Regions from separate parts of the Mus musculus genome. Here region 1 is linked to region 2. Evidence: chromatin contacts called from public HiChIP or PLAC-seq data. All regions are on one chromosome and are shown on one strand. The core of a region is the stretch at or near the end of the contact, and the rest is flanking DNA. Distances in the headings are between cores, read along the strand shown.

Region 1 (6,747 bases), core at 2,547-5,046, 470 kb before region 2:
TGGTCTACAGAGTGGCTTCCAGGATAGCCAGGGCTACACTGAAAAAACCCTGTCTTGAAACACCAATTAAAAAAAAAGGAGGAGATGGAAGAGGAGGAGGAGGAAGAGGAGGAAAAGGAGGAAGAAGAGGAAAAAGAGGGAGAGGAGGGGGAGGAGGAAAATAAAATCTTAGAGCCAAGTTCTTTGTAATAAAAAGTAGTAGCACTTGGGAGGCAGAGGCAGGCGGATCTCTGAATTCGAGGCCAGCCTGGTCTACAAAGTGAGTTCCAGGACAGCCAGGGCTACAGAGAAACCCTGTCTCGAAAAAACAAAAAAAAAAAAAAAAAAAAAAGAAGAAGAAAAAAAAGCAGTAGCTATTTACTTCTACAACTTCTATGGCCATGGCCATATTTCCCTACCCTCTTCCAGTAGAGTTTAGTCAGCTGTAAGTAGCATTCTTCACCCAGGCTGTTCGCTTCATTCCTAGAGCACAGGACATGGCATCACTGATACAGTAACTATCTGTGTAAACAGTGGATTGTGAACTGGAATGTGTAGTATGTCCAAGAGAGCCTGGCCTGTGAGTGGAAACAGATGGACTTACTCATCTTAGCACCGGACTGTAGGCTTCTCTAAGGCAAACCACCATTTTTCTGCCTTCTATGTATCCGTATCACCTGATAGACTGTTACGGAAGTGCCTGAGCAAATACTTACCATAGGGCACAGAGCAACAGTATTCCACCCAATCCCACAACAAGGATGTCTTTAGGAAGCCCAGCACATACAACCTTCCAAAAGTACTAACAGTCATGGATTGCCCTTTTGTCAAGCTCTACTTCACAGCAGATAAATGACTCCAGGCCTGAGGTTGCAGACGCTGCAGACAAACATGGCTAGCTGACACACAATCACAACAAGGACCAGCATAAAAATTCAACCCAGGAATGAACCCAGGAAAACTAGAGTCCCTATCTGAGGAAAGGTTATGCAGTTATTTATAATTAGCATCCTTATTTTAACTTACAACAAAATAAGTTAGAATTCCAGCACCTGCACAGTCAAACAAGAGTTCCCAAAAATACCTGTAACCTGAGCTCTAAAGCAGGTTGCTGGCCTCCAGCCTAGCTGAGAAAACGGAGCCCCAGTTTCAGGAAAAGAGACTGTCTCAGAGAAAGTTGTAGAACATAACAGAAGAGAACACCAACACCCTTTCCTGGTTTCCACATGCATAGGCAATGGGGGCCCAGACAGCTACACATCCTAACTGAATAAGGTGCAGGTGTGGGGAGCATCAGGCTGAGTCAGCAGGCAAAGGTGCTTAGTAAAGGCTATAAGACCTGAGTGTGATTCCCCAAACCCAAATAACGGTGGAAGGAAAGGACCAACTTCACAAAAGTTGTCCTCTGACCTCCACACATTACCACAAACACACTTAGCAACCACGCATACACACACACTAGTTTTAAAACACCTTTGGTCAAGCAATAGAAATAGCTATTATGTATGCTTCAGCACACCTAAGCAACAGTGTCACTAGCGTTCAAAGCAGACTCTACTGCTTTAGAATGTCCCCTAAAGCAGTGACTTGTCCATTAGGTAGTTTATGGTCCAGACATAGTCACACACACCTGTAATCCTCAGACTTGGGCATTTGAGGGGGGAACACCATGCATCTGAGGTGAGCTTGGACTATATAAAGAAACCTTATCTTTAAAAATGGGGAGGGGCAGTATTTTGTTTTGATTTTTAGGAGCTGGGAGGATGGCGCAGCACTTGTTGCTCTTGCAGAGGACCCAGATTTGGTTGCCAGCACCTACATAGCCACTTGCAACCATCTAAACCTCCAGAGCCAGGGCACCTTGCACCCTCTACTGGCCTCTGTGCACACGCAGTAATATGCAGACAGAACACTCATTTAAAATAGAAACTATTTTAACTTTTCTACTGAGTGTTCTTAAAGCAGATCAACTTTCTGAGACAGGAAAGTGAGATGGTAGACATTAGTAACTTTTATTGCATGTGTGTGTATGTGCGAGGAGCATAGTCATACTATGCATGTCACTCTCTCCTTCAGGCCAGCCATGGCTACTTAGTAGGACCTTTCTTTTTTTTTTTTTTTTTTTTTTATGAATACAGTTTTTTTTAGATTTATTTATTTATTATATGTAAGTACACTGTAGCTGTCTTCAGACATACCAGAAAAGGGAGTCAGATCTCATTACAGATGGTTGTGAGCCACCATGTGGTTGCTGGGATTTGAACTCAGGACCTTTGGAAGAGCAGTTGGGTGCTCTTACCTGCTGAGCCATCTCACCAGCCCAGTAGGACCTTTCTTAAGAGAGAGATGAGACTAGGGATGTGGCTCGGTTGGTAGAGTACTCGTCTATCATGCACAAAGCTCCCTAAGTTCTAACCCCAGTATTATTGCAAAAGCTGTGTGGTAGTGCCTGCCTGGATTCCCAGTACTAAGAAGAGTGCAGAAGTGGGAGGATCTGCAGTGAGTTAAAATATAATCAAGCCACACTTCCACTTCTGGATTATAAAAGGTTCCCAAGTAAAGAACTAGTGACTATTCTGTGTTTGTACCCACCATGTTGGAGATTTCCCACAGCAAGCCCTGAGTCAAATAGTCTAGCCATTTGTTTCTGTAAATAATCAGAATTTCTGAAACTTGGCCCAAACCACAACTCCCCGTCAACACCTGAAACTACATATAGACCTTTGTCACACCATGTATGTGCCAAGAGCAGCTCTGTAAACTCTTAGTGTTTCCATCCCAGGATTTGCAGAACCAGCATAATATTTTTCCCTTAAAAAAAAAAAAAAAACTTGATTATTTGAGTGAAAACTTCAGGAAAGCTAGGTTCCAAAAGTAGGAATACTGCTGACAGAACTTTGCACATTGTCTGCCTTTATACTTTTGTGCTAACAGCATTCCTAAGAAAGCTGCTGTTTTATGCTTGTGAACTGAACTGTGGGCTGCTTCATCCTGAGTCCCTGCTCACTCAATGTTAACAGATAACACCTCTAAAGCAATTGGCTTTATCAAGACAGGGTCTCACTATGTAGTCCTGGCTGGCCTAGACTCAGGAGACCCACCTGCTTCTGCTCGTATGTACTGGATGGGGGATGGGGAAAGAAAGAAAGAAAAGGAAGGAAGGAAGGAAGGAAGGAAGGAAGGAAGGAAGGAAGGAAGGAAGGAGAGAATGCACACCTACAGGTACTTATGGGGGCCAAAGAAGCTGTCAAATCTTCTGCAGGTGTTGTTACAGGTAGCCATAAGCCACCAAAAATGGGTGCTGAGAACGAAACTCGAATTCTCTGCAAGAGCAGTAAGCACTAATATCCATTGAGCTATACCTCTGTAGCCTAGAATGAAGAATATTTTATCTCAGATAAACAAATGGAACCCTCCGCCGGGCAGTGGTGGCACATGCCTTTAATCCCAGCACTTGGGAGGCAGAGGATTTCTGAGTTCAAAGCCAGCCTGGTCTACAGAGTGAGTTCCAGGACAGCCAGGGCTACACAGAGAAACCGTGTCTCAAAAAAACAAAACAAAAAAACAAATGGAACACATTTTGCCAGAAGGACAGGTATTTTGGGTAACTAGAAAACAGTGGCACTAAACCCCAAAACTGTAACTAATCCCAAACATGACTAGGTATAGCAGCAGCAAGGGGTCCATGGCAGAAGGGAAACCAAGAAATCCAGTCCCTAAAAAACTTCAGCATTCAAGCAAGAAAGCAGGAAGCAGCAGCTGTGTCCATAGGGTACAATGTGTTGAGCAACTGGCTGGATTCCAAGATGGGAGGAAGAAAGGTCACTATTGGGATTCTGCCTCACTACTGCAGGAGCGTGAGTTCAGGCTGAGGAATGCTGTCATCCTAGGAAAGGCATCTAGTCGGCAGCCAGACGTGTAAGGGCTCTCAGTGTAGCCAGAGGCTGAGGTTGGACAGAGAGGGTTAGAAGCACACAGAAATGGTGTGGAAACACAAAAAAGATCAAGGTTACCCAAGAGTACAAATGAGTTTAGTCCACAGCCTACTTCACAATGCTGGGATCAGGCTCCAACAACCCCACTAGTTCTAAGATGGATGACCATAAGGTGGCCTCTGGCAAAGTGTGTAAGTTTAGTTCTATCCTTAGACTGTTCTAACTACATGCCCACCAGATCCTCCCAGTTGTAAGTCAAATGTATCCCCAGATATTGCCTTACTAGGTTTCCACAACACTAACCAAAATGACAGTTACTGAATCAACCCTTTTGGTTTGGCCTTTTGTTTTGTAGCCCTGTGTGGCTGGCCTGGAACTCAAAAGTATATACCAAGATATGCCCCTGTCTCCAGAGTGCTGGAATGGTGTGGTACCTAGCTGGTGTTAGGGAAATGGTGTTAGGGAAAGGGGGTTGTTTTTATTCACAAATAATCTTGCCCTCAATAGGGTTATGTGTCACAATCATGCTCAGATAAGCCCTAGTACTTCTCTATAAAACATGAGCTACATTTAGTAGTTTCTGATGTATTAGACCCTGATCACCTCCAGCTGGTGGTACTCATGAGGTAAAGATATTAATGTAGGGCCAGGTATCATGTCCCAAGTCACATACTGACCAGACCCAGATTAGAATCTGACCTTAAGAGTCTTGGCTCCAGAACCCACATTTTACCCCTTTAGCCACCATTCCAGGTTGTCTCTCTCTCCCAGGCCACCAGAGCTAGAAGAGGCTGGTTCCATTTCATTCCAGCATTCCTGTAACATTGTATCCCAGCATTTGGTTCAAGCTCAGCAAAATTTGAGTTCAGATATTTACTGAATTAGTATCACTTCTGACTTAACTCTGAAATAGGCCTTTTTCTCAGACTTGCACTGAGGTATTAAGACACTAACAGCTTGCACATAACAAGGTAGAGACCAAGGAAAGAAAAAATGTCCCCCATTTTGACAGGAATAAGCAGTCCTGATTTGTCATTGTTAGAATTAACTTTGATCACACTCCACACCTTGTAAAGCAAGCTTACCAGCATAGCTCACTGCAATGACATATCCGCCACACCTCAAGGATGAAGTAATGGAATAGAAACAAATTAAGAACATAGCTGGGGTATCTGCAGTGAACAGGCAAGCATCACCATGAGCTAGAATCACGGAAGTTTTTCTAAACATTAGGTAGATAATTTTTTAAAAAATGTTTCTCTACTCAAATTATGTTTGGGGGAGGGGCTGTGAAGTAATGGCTCAGTGGTGTGCACATTTTGCCCTTACAAAGAACCCAAGTTTAGTTCCCAGCACCCACATGGCAGCTCACAATCATTTGTAATCCAATTCCAAGGGATCCAATGCCCTCTTCTGATGCCTTTCTGGGCATCACACACATGGTACACATGCATACATGCAGGCCATACACTCATACAAATAAAATTTACAAAAAAAAAAAAAGTTTAGGGTTAGAGTATGTGGCTCCAGAATAAAGCACTTCTCTAGCATACCAAAGCTCCTAAGCTACACCAGTGATGTCAAGCACTGTTAACACAGAACCTAATTCAGCCAATGACCTTATGTATTTTTCTAGGCTCAAATTAGTATCAGAATATTTAACTTGAATACCTCAGGGCAGGCAACCATCATTCACAAGAAATAAATATTGAACCTGGGAGACATGGCATTTCAAGGCTATCTATCAGTAGGCTTCGAAGGGAATTAGAACAGAGGAGAATCCACAAGTGGACTTGGTGTCTGCAACAGGCACACTGCACATCTAAATATGTCACTAGGGGGCAAGGAGAGAGGCTGTAATGCAAAATGAGTGAATGATAAAATGCTCCCGTGTAGAAATACCGTATATACATTCGAAAAGCTACTAACTGCTTTTCAACAGATCCTAGCATGGACTTGAGCTTCATAGGGAGCAGGGAGGAGTTTTCTGCTCCCTATGAGAGCAGCTCAATTATATTCATGTTGGGTAAGGGAGGATTTTCAGGCTACTCATAAATCTCTGCATTGCTATATTGATGTGTACCCAAATGTTTACAAACTAATTTTTTTAATCAACTAATTTTGCTTTATCTTTCCAGCTCATTTGAAGACTATGAATCAGATGAACCTGTATCTCCCTCTGAACTTGGAAACAAGGGCAATAAAATAGTAACTTCAAGCCTTTCAGAGAAATGTGGAAAGCTTCAGTCAGTGGATGAAGAGTAGTTACCATTATCTACACCAGAAGGATGCTGTGTAGAGATGCTCTAGTTTGTACACTGCTTTGTAAAGGGTTTGATTCCTCCATGTGCACTAGAAACTAAGATGCTCTAAGTAGTTCAGCACAGGAGACCCCTCCAGTTTGTGGAAAATGTGCAGAGCTCGTCCTTGGAAGTAGCATACTGTCACCAGTCACCTTCCAAACAAAGTCTGCAGTCAGCGCTGCCCCCCTCAGTGCATGGAGGCTCTCTTGGAACCAAGGTCACACGTGACACACAGTTCTCTGCACAGTAGCAGAAGCTGCCTTGCTTGGTACTGCCAGCTTCCCTGGGGTACTGCAGGCTCCTACAGAACCTGGAAGAAAACCTCACTTGAGTCAAAAATTCTGGAACTTGAAAAAGGGCCTCTAGAACTGGCTTTGTCCCAGTAACAAAAGCACTGCCAAAACATCTCAGAAACTACTTCTATGTACTGGAGTTCAGGGACCTTGAACTTACCTGGTTTAATGTAATTTCACCATGACCTGCCAAACTGCTAAGTCACTTTACATTCTCAGGTATTATAACCACTGGGC
Region 2 (6,820 bases), core at 983-3,482:
ACAGAAGAATCGCTATAAATTCAAGGCCATCTTGAACTACATACCAAGATCCTTTCTGAAGAAAAAAACAAAACAAAACACAAAAGAGCCATTCAGTAATTGGCTGGCCTGGCACCCACCTATAATCTCAGATCTCCATAAGCTGAAGAAAAGAACTGCCACCTTAGACTGTGTACATAGTGATTTCAAGGCCAGCCTGGGCTACACAACGAGATCATGTTGGTTGTGGAGGGGACAAGCACACAGTGATTGTATTAATCTCTTCAGAAACGACAATACTAGACCTCTATTTGTTTTGTTTTAAAGGCAGTATCTCATAAAACGTCCATGCTAATTTCAACGTATGATTCCCCTTGCCTCTGCCTTCTCAGTAAACAGAATTACAAGCATAGAACAATATGCAGAACTCCAAAGCACAGTTATAAAATGCAAAGAAAAAAAAAAAAAAAACACCTGTGGGGTTTCTCTTAGAAGTTTATTCGGGTAAAAAAAAAAAGTGTTACATTCCCCATAATTAAAAACAATGAAATATCATTCCTTGTTCTTTCAGTATTTCTAATTGTTAGCCTCGATTTATATACATTATAAGACCATCACCCATCATACAAGAACTCCCACTGTTCTGTACATTTCCATAAGAGCTTCACCATCAGAATTTGCTATCTATATATGAAAAAAAAAAAAAACCCACTGGGAAACCTAAAGGTAAAGTTACAAATTCCATTAAGTTACACATCGTACAACTTTATGCGGATTTTGGTACTTTCACAAACACTACTTTTGCTAGATGTAAAATATAGCTGTCTCTAAGCACAACCAGAAGAGAATAAACATGCCCCTCATGTTAACACCAACTTCAACAGCAAATAACTCGCTACCACAAACTGCACTATTTGGGGTCTATAGGGCTCCAAAACCACCCCAGAGCTTAACACTCCCAGGACACGACTGTCTGCAATGTGGAAAGAATCAGTAACAATCCTAACGTAGACAGAAGCGGGTGACGTGACAATCCGAAAACCAGAAAATGTTGTGGTCCCTACTACACACAAACAGCACTCGGTTCGGACCCCTCCAAGTCCAGCTCCCAGCACTCGGGTTTCCCAGCTCTTCATCCCGCCCCCCACCTTCAGGGAAGAGGAAAAACAACTTTTATTGGCCTCATCTCCCGGGGGATTGGGAAACTAGCGGGGCAGTGCTCCGGCCTGGACACGTTTCACCCGGAGCTCGGACGGCGGATAGCGGGAAAGCCAGGACTGCGACGTCCCGTCGGCCCAGGTCCTCAGCCCTACCCCACCCCAGCAAAGCAGGGGCCTGGGACAGCAGTCTGGGCTGAGCGACCCCCAGGACCCTCGACAGAAGCGAGCTCCTTGTCATGTGACGCCGCCGCCGCCAAAGCACCGCAGAAACGCAGGGCGGCGGAAGGCGTTCGCGCCAGCCCGCCTAGGCTGGCCCGGGCGCGGGCGAGTCCCGAGAGCCCGGGCGGGGGGGCGGAGGGCGGGCTTGGCGGCGGGCCCGAGCGCGCCACAAAGGCTTCCGCGCTACCGCCGCGGAGCCCGGGCGGGCGGGGGCACCGTTTTCGCGGCCCGCGGGGAGGGGTGGAGGGAAGCGGAGCGCCCGCCGCGCCCACAGCGGGTCCCGGACGCTCGGCCGCCCGCCTGCAGCCGCCGCGCCGCGCCGCGCACAGGCCCGCGCGGCCTCCCTCCCCCGCGCGGGGCCCGCGCCGGCCCGCCCGCCCGCCCGCCGCTCGCCGCTCGCGCTCCCAAGCTCTCGCCCGGCCTCCATCTTGGATCGGCGCTTCCAGCCCCCGCGCCGCTGCCGCCGCCGCCGCCGCATTTCCCCCTTTCCCGCCCCCCGCCGCCGCCGCCGCCGCCCGCGCTCACCTCAGCTGCCCATCCGGGCGCTGTCGGCCGTCGACCTAGTTTCCCCCCAAAAGTCTCCGGTGTGTTATTCCCGAGGTGGGGGGGTGGTTACGGGGTGGTCGCCGGGGGTTCGGGAGCGGGGGCCGCGCCTTCAACGGAGCTGCAATCCTAACCCGCCATCTGGTGGCATTTTCCACACGCCAATGGCGCCGCTGCAGACTCGGGTCCCGACCGCCCTCTGCTGGCCGCGCTGCTCACTGCTCCGCTGACAGGACGGGCCTGCCCGGAAAGGGGAGGGAGCTGAGGCGCGAGCAGGGGCCCTCGGACGGGGCCGCGCGCCATCGCTCGCCTCCGGGGGGCGCGCACGCGCAGCAGCGGCGCGGGAAACGTGGCCTTTTGCGTGGCTGCACCGCCCCCCTCTGCGAGGCTCCTGCTCCGCTCGGCCAATGGCGAGCCGCGGAGACGTCTGGACGAGGGCGCTGTGGACAGCTCCTGGGCCGCCCCAGGCGAGCGGAAGGACGGACTCCGCGGCGCCTGCGCGACCCGCTCGCTGGGTTGCCGCCCGCCATTTTTAGAGCTTCTCCAAGAGCCTGGAAGAAGTCCGCCCCCGGCTCTTCCGCCGAGGCCCCTCCCCGGCGGGGGCCGCGCTCCGCTCCCGCCCTGAGGCTGCCAGCCGCCCACACCCGCCCGTTATCGGGGTGAGCCGTGCCAACGCGCCCCCGAGCCCTGCTCCCTCCCCGGTTAGCGGGAGTCTCCAAGCTAGAATTGAACGCGCGGTTTATTATTATTGATGAGGCGCTTTTTCAGAACGAGGTTGAAAAGGTTTCGAGCACTGGGACGAACCCCCTGCCTGCCGCGGAGCTAAAAGGAAACAGTGACCGCTCCAGGCCGATTGGCGTCGTCCTGCCTCTGTAAAGCAGGTTCTCGCCGAGGTGCAAGCTTTGCATAAGGCGGCAGCATTGGCTAGTTAGTGAGAAAGGAGAAGCTACACGGTGAAGATAGACTCTGCGAGCAATCAGATTCTCCCACAGCCTAGGACTGCTTTCTGTGGTTCTCAAATGGACGTGCGAATAATGGAGCCTAGCCGAAAGGGAAATAGCCAGGCGTAGATCTTGACCCCTTCCTTCCCTGCTGCTCTCTACCTAAGCTGTCCTTGACCAAGGCTCTCCTAACCTTCCGCCTGCTTATTAACTCCGCACTACAAAAGTGAATTCTTGGTCTTGTAGGTCATCAGCCTCATTGCTGACTCAATTTTTTTTTATTGGCAGAGGCAGCTGCATTTTCAATATCTCCTTAGAAACGTTAAACTTGTTTATAGTCTTGAGGGCTGGCTAGCTAGCTAGTACCTCAATTGTCTCTGGAATGTATCCCAAAGGTTGCAAAGTGCGTTCCACATCACTGGAGGAACTTTGGTATGAATTCGTGACAGTCCTTTCAGCAAAGTATCTCGTTTACTAGCCTCTGATTGACTTCCTATTGTGTTCTCTGCAGAGCCTGTTTTTAGCTTGCCTTGTTAAAAGACGGTGCGGGCTCCAAGCCATAGTCATATGTAATTTAATCTATCGAATGTGTGGGACTCTGATAAAGAGCTGATATTCTATCAACATGTTTGTAGTCGTGATCTCAAAAAAATCTCACCTAGTTTAACCATCCCCCATTCCCTTCTCTCCCCAGTCCAGCCCTGCCTGAATGCCATTGCCTTTTTTTTTTCTAGAATAGCTTCAGTATTTTATCTTCTAGGTGCTTTCTGTTTTGTTTTGTTTTTTGTTTTGTTTTTTTTTTTTAGTTTCCATTTATCTTTAAAAACAATCAAGGCTGTTAACTCCCTCAACTTGCTGTACTATCACAATGTTCCTTACCCAGGCACATGTCTGAAGAGAATCACTGTGGGTGCTCTAGCCACAGCCTTGGGAGGCTAAGGCAGAAGGATTTGGAGAGAGACAATGAGACTTATCCAAGGAGAATGAGGGGACCAGGGGCAGTCATGTCCTTCACCAGGCCCCACCCACCCTTGAAAACATTTTAAGCTGCCTTTGAATCTGTACCTACATTGTTCCCTAGTCTTCTGATTGAGTTGCTAGCTCTGGGTTTTGTTTTGTTTTGATTTTTGTGTTTTAGATCCTACAGTCCAACCCTGAGTTCTCTGCTCCTTTTCTGCGTTGTTGCTCTTTAAAAGTCCCCAAATTACTTGTCGGTTCCCAGTTGTTCCTGAAGGAAGATACCGTACTTCCAGCTACTTTTCAGGTAGCTCCATCCAGCTCAACACTTAAAAATAATTCCTCTCTTACCCTAATATCTTAATAACTCTGTAATTTTAGCAGGTTTGGGGACTGCACTGTGACCTGTGAACCTAGACGGTTCTGAACAGGAATGTAACTTCAGGCAAATCCCAGCGCCTGCTTCCTCGGCTGTAAGATGTAAACAGCAGCAGTTCTCTCATAGGGTGGCTGTATGTATATATTGAGCTGCACATACATCGATGCTATCTGTATTATTGCATTGTTGCTTTTATCTTACAATGTCTTCAGATTTTTTTTACCCTCGCTCTGGAGATTGAAACCAGGACCTCACAAAGCATGGATTCAGCAATTGAATTACACCCCAGCCCAGCATTTATTTTTGTTGTTGGGGATTATGCATTTTCCATGTTAAGGATCAATCCTGAGACTTCTGCTGGATCATCATTTGTGTATGTGTGTGTGTGTGTGTGTGTGTGTGTGTATACAACTTGAGTTCACAACAGTCTAAATTTTATTTTGTTGCCACACATAATTGAACTGGTATGTATACATAATTATTTTAATTCCCAAAAGAAACTCTGAGCCTGATCCTATTGTCATTCAAATCTCTGCTTTTGTTCTCCAAAGGCTACTGTTGCCCTGGCTCTTTCCTCCCCACCTCTTCCCATTGTCTTACACCAGAATAATTGTAATAGGCTTTTCTTTCTTCCCTCTCTCTTTCTCTCTCTCCCTCTTCTCCCTTTTCCTCTATGCCCTCTCCTTTTTGAGATAGGGTTTCCGTCTGTAGCCCATGCTCGTTTCAAACTTTAAAAATCCCCTGCCCTAGCCTCATGAGAGCAGAGATTACAGGTGTATAATGCCACATTTTGTGACCATCTCGTAGACAGTCCTGACCCTTCTCTTTTTTTACCTAAAGAAAAACTTTGTTGTTCCCATGGCTCATATACATCTATAAACACATAATGGCATTCACAGAGTAATGGCTGACCTTGGTTGTCAGCCTGACTGCATCTGGAATCAACTAAAATCCCCTGTAGCCAGGCATTTCTTCACTTCATGGCTCAGGTGGGAAACCCATCCTAAATTGGGGCCATGCCTTCTAGTAGAAGCCTTTGCTTTGTGACTGCTTGCCCTCACTCTCTATGGCAAGATCATCCTGTTGCTAAGGCATTCCTTCGCAGTTATTAGAATGTCCTTCTTTGGGATTCCAACATAGACTGGATGCCAGTGGCTCTCCAGAAACCCTCTGGGACTCCACCACCAGATTGGGACAGCTGAGACACCCTGTCTCCTGGACTGAACAACTTGGATTCTTGCCCTTTCGCTCAGGAGACAGCCACTGTTCAGCTGCCCAGCTTCAACCTATAAGCCAATCAACGTGTGTGTGTGTGCGCGCACGAGCATTTAAAATCCCACCAGTGAATGTAGTTATCAGTTAAGATAAAGATATTGTAGCCATAATTTCAGTTACCATTATTTAGGTGTAACAAATAAGTTTATGCTCATTTCTGTACTCCTTGATCCTCTTAATCAATATAAGTTCTAGACTTCTGGGATGATGAGACAGCTCAGTAGTCAGCATCATGACCTAAATTCACTCTGTGAGACCCAGAAGTTAGGACTGTTTTTTCCAGACAGGGTTTCTCTGTGTAGTCCTGGCTGTCCAGGAACTCACTCTGTAGACCAGGCTGGCCTCCAACTCAGAAATTCGCCTGCCTCTGCCTCCCAAATGCTGGGATTAAAGGCATGCGCCACCACGCCCATCGAGAACTGACTTTTTTATGTCCTTTGACCTCCACATACATGTTATGGTGTAAAAGGAAGCATGGACATGATAAATATTTTTTAAAATCTATCTATTTTAAAAGTAATAACCCAAAAAGGCTAAAAATGTGGCTCAGTAGTAGAGCACTTGCTTAGCATACATAAGGACTGGGATTCCTAAACAACATACACACATGCGAGCGATCGCACTCTCACGCACACGCACTCGCGGTAAGCCAGTGAGCAGCACTCTTCCCTGGCCTCTATATGCTTCAGCTGCTGCCTCTGGGTCCTACCTCGAGCTCCTGCCCTAACTTCCTGGATGAAGGACTACAAACTGTAAAATGTAACAAACCCTTTTTCCTCCCAAGTTGTCTGTAGTCAGTTCTTTAGTCACAAAACTAGAAATCTTAAGACACAAGTTATGCCTTATTTTTTTTCTAATTGTCTCTTTCAAAAATTGTTAAAAAAAAAAAAAATAACCTGATCAGGTCTAACTACCCATGTGAGAAAAGCATATTCATTAATCCTCTGACTAGCGCTGGAAGGACTAGAGGTTCCATAACATGTTCGACTCTGTTGCAGGCTTACATGTTTCTGAGAAACATCAGCTCTTTCAAGATTCTTAAGATTCTAAATCTCTTGATATAGATTTTGAAAAGCTTTTCATTAGCAACTTCAAAACATAGAAATGATGGAAATATCAAAAATACTTTGCTTTTCAGAGACATGAGACCTGAATTACAATGAAACAATCAGAATACAAAAAAAAAAATTTACTTTCACACTGAAATGTGGAGAGAATGAACATTGCACAGGAGGTCTTCAATATAAAGTTAGTTCTATGATGACATGTCGCCTAGGCTTTTGGATAGACTTTCACATTTTCCTACAGATCTGCCAAATTCTAGAGACCTGACAGTGCACTAAACTTGGCATTTGTTTGCTAGCATA

What was found. HiChIP or PLAC-seq counts read pairs in DNA pulled down with a chosen protein or histone mark.
Region 1: a contact with region 2 is called in an H3K27ac HiChIP or PLAC-seq map of heart atrium, with 5 times the contacts expected there. The contact joins the enhancer-like site here to the promoter of Stag1 in region 2. A contact is called at or near these places in 1 of 39 promoter capture datasets (erythroid cells), 2 of 484 Hi-C or Micro-C datasets (nephron progenitors and uterus) and 15 of 115 datasets of contacts at active chromatin or transcription factors (the 230-238 cell line, cardiomyocytes, craniofacial prominence and 11 more).

What each region holds. Positions count from the first base shown.
Region 1 is chr9:101,107,275-101,114,021 of GRCm38.p6, reverse strand. Ppp2r3a (protein phosphatase 2, regulatory subunit B'', alpha) reads left to right here. Exons shown (of 14, transcript NM_001161362.3): 14 at 6,053-6,747. The coding sequence ends at 6,179. Among named protein-coding and RNA genes, the nearest start is that of Msl2, 36 kb to the right of the region's middle. Within about 2 kb of position 3,796, at least 38 of the 459 cell types and tissues checked have an H3K27ac peak or open chromatin away from gene starts, as enhancers often do. A contact at or near this core is called in heart atrium, where this site is marked.
Region 2 is chr9:100,638,860-100,645,679 of GRCm38.p6, reverse strand. It overlaps Stag1 (stromal antigen 1), which reads right to left and starts at 2,232. Exons shown (of 34, transcript NM_009282.4): 1 at 1,884-2,232.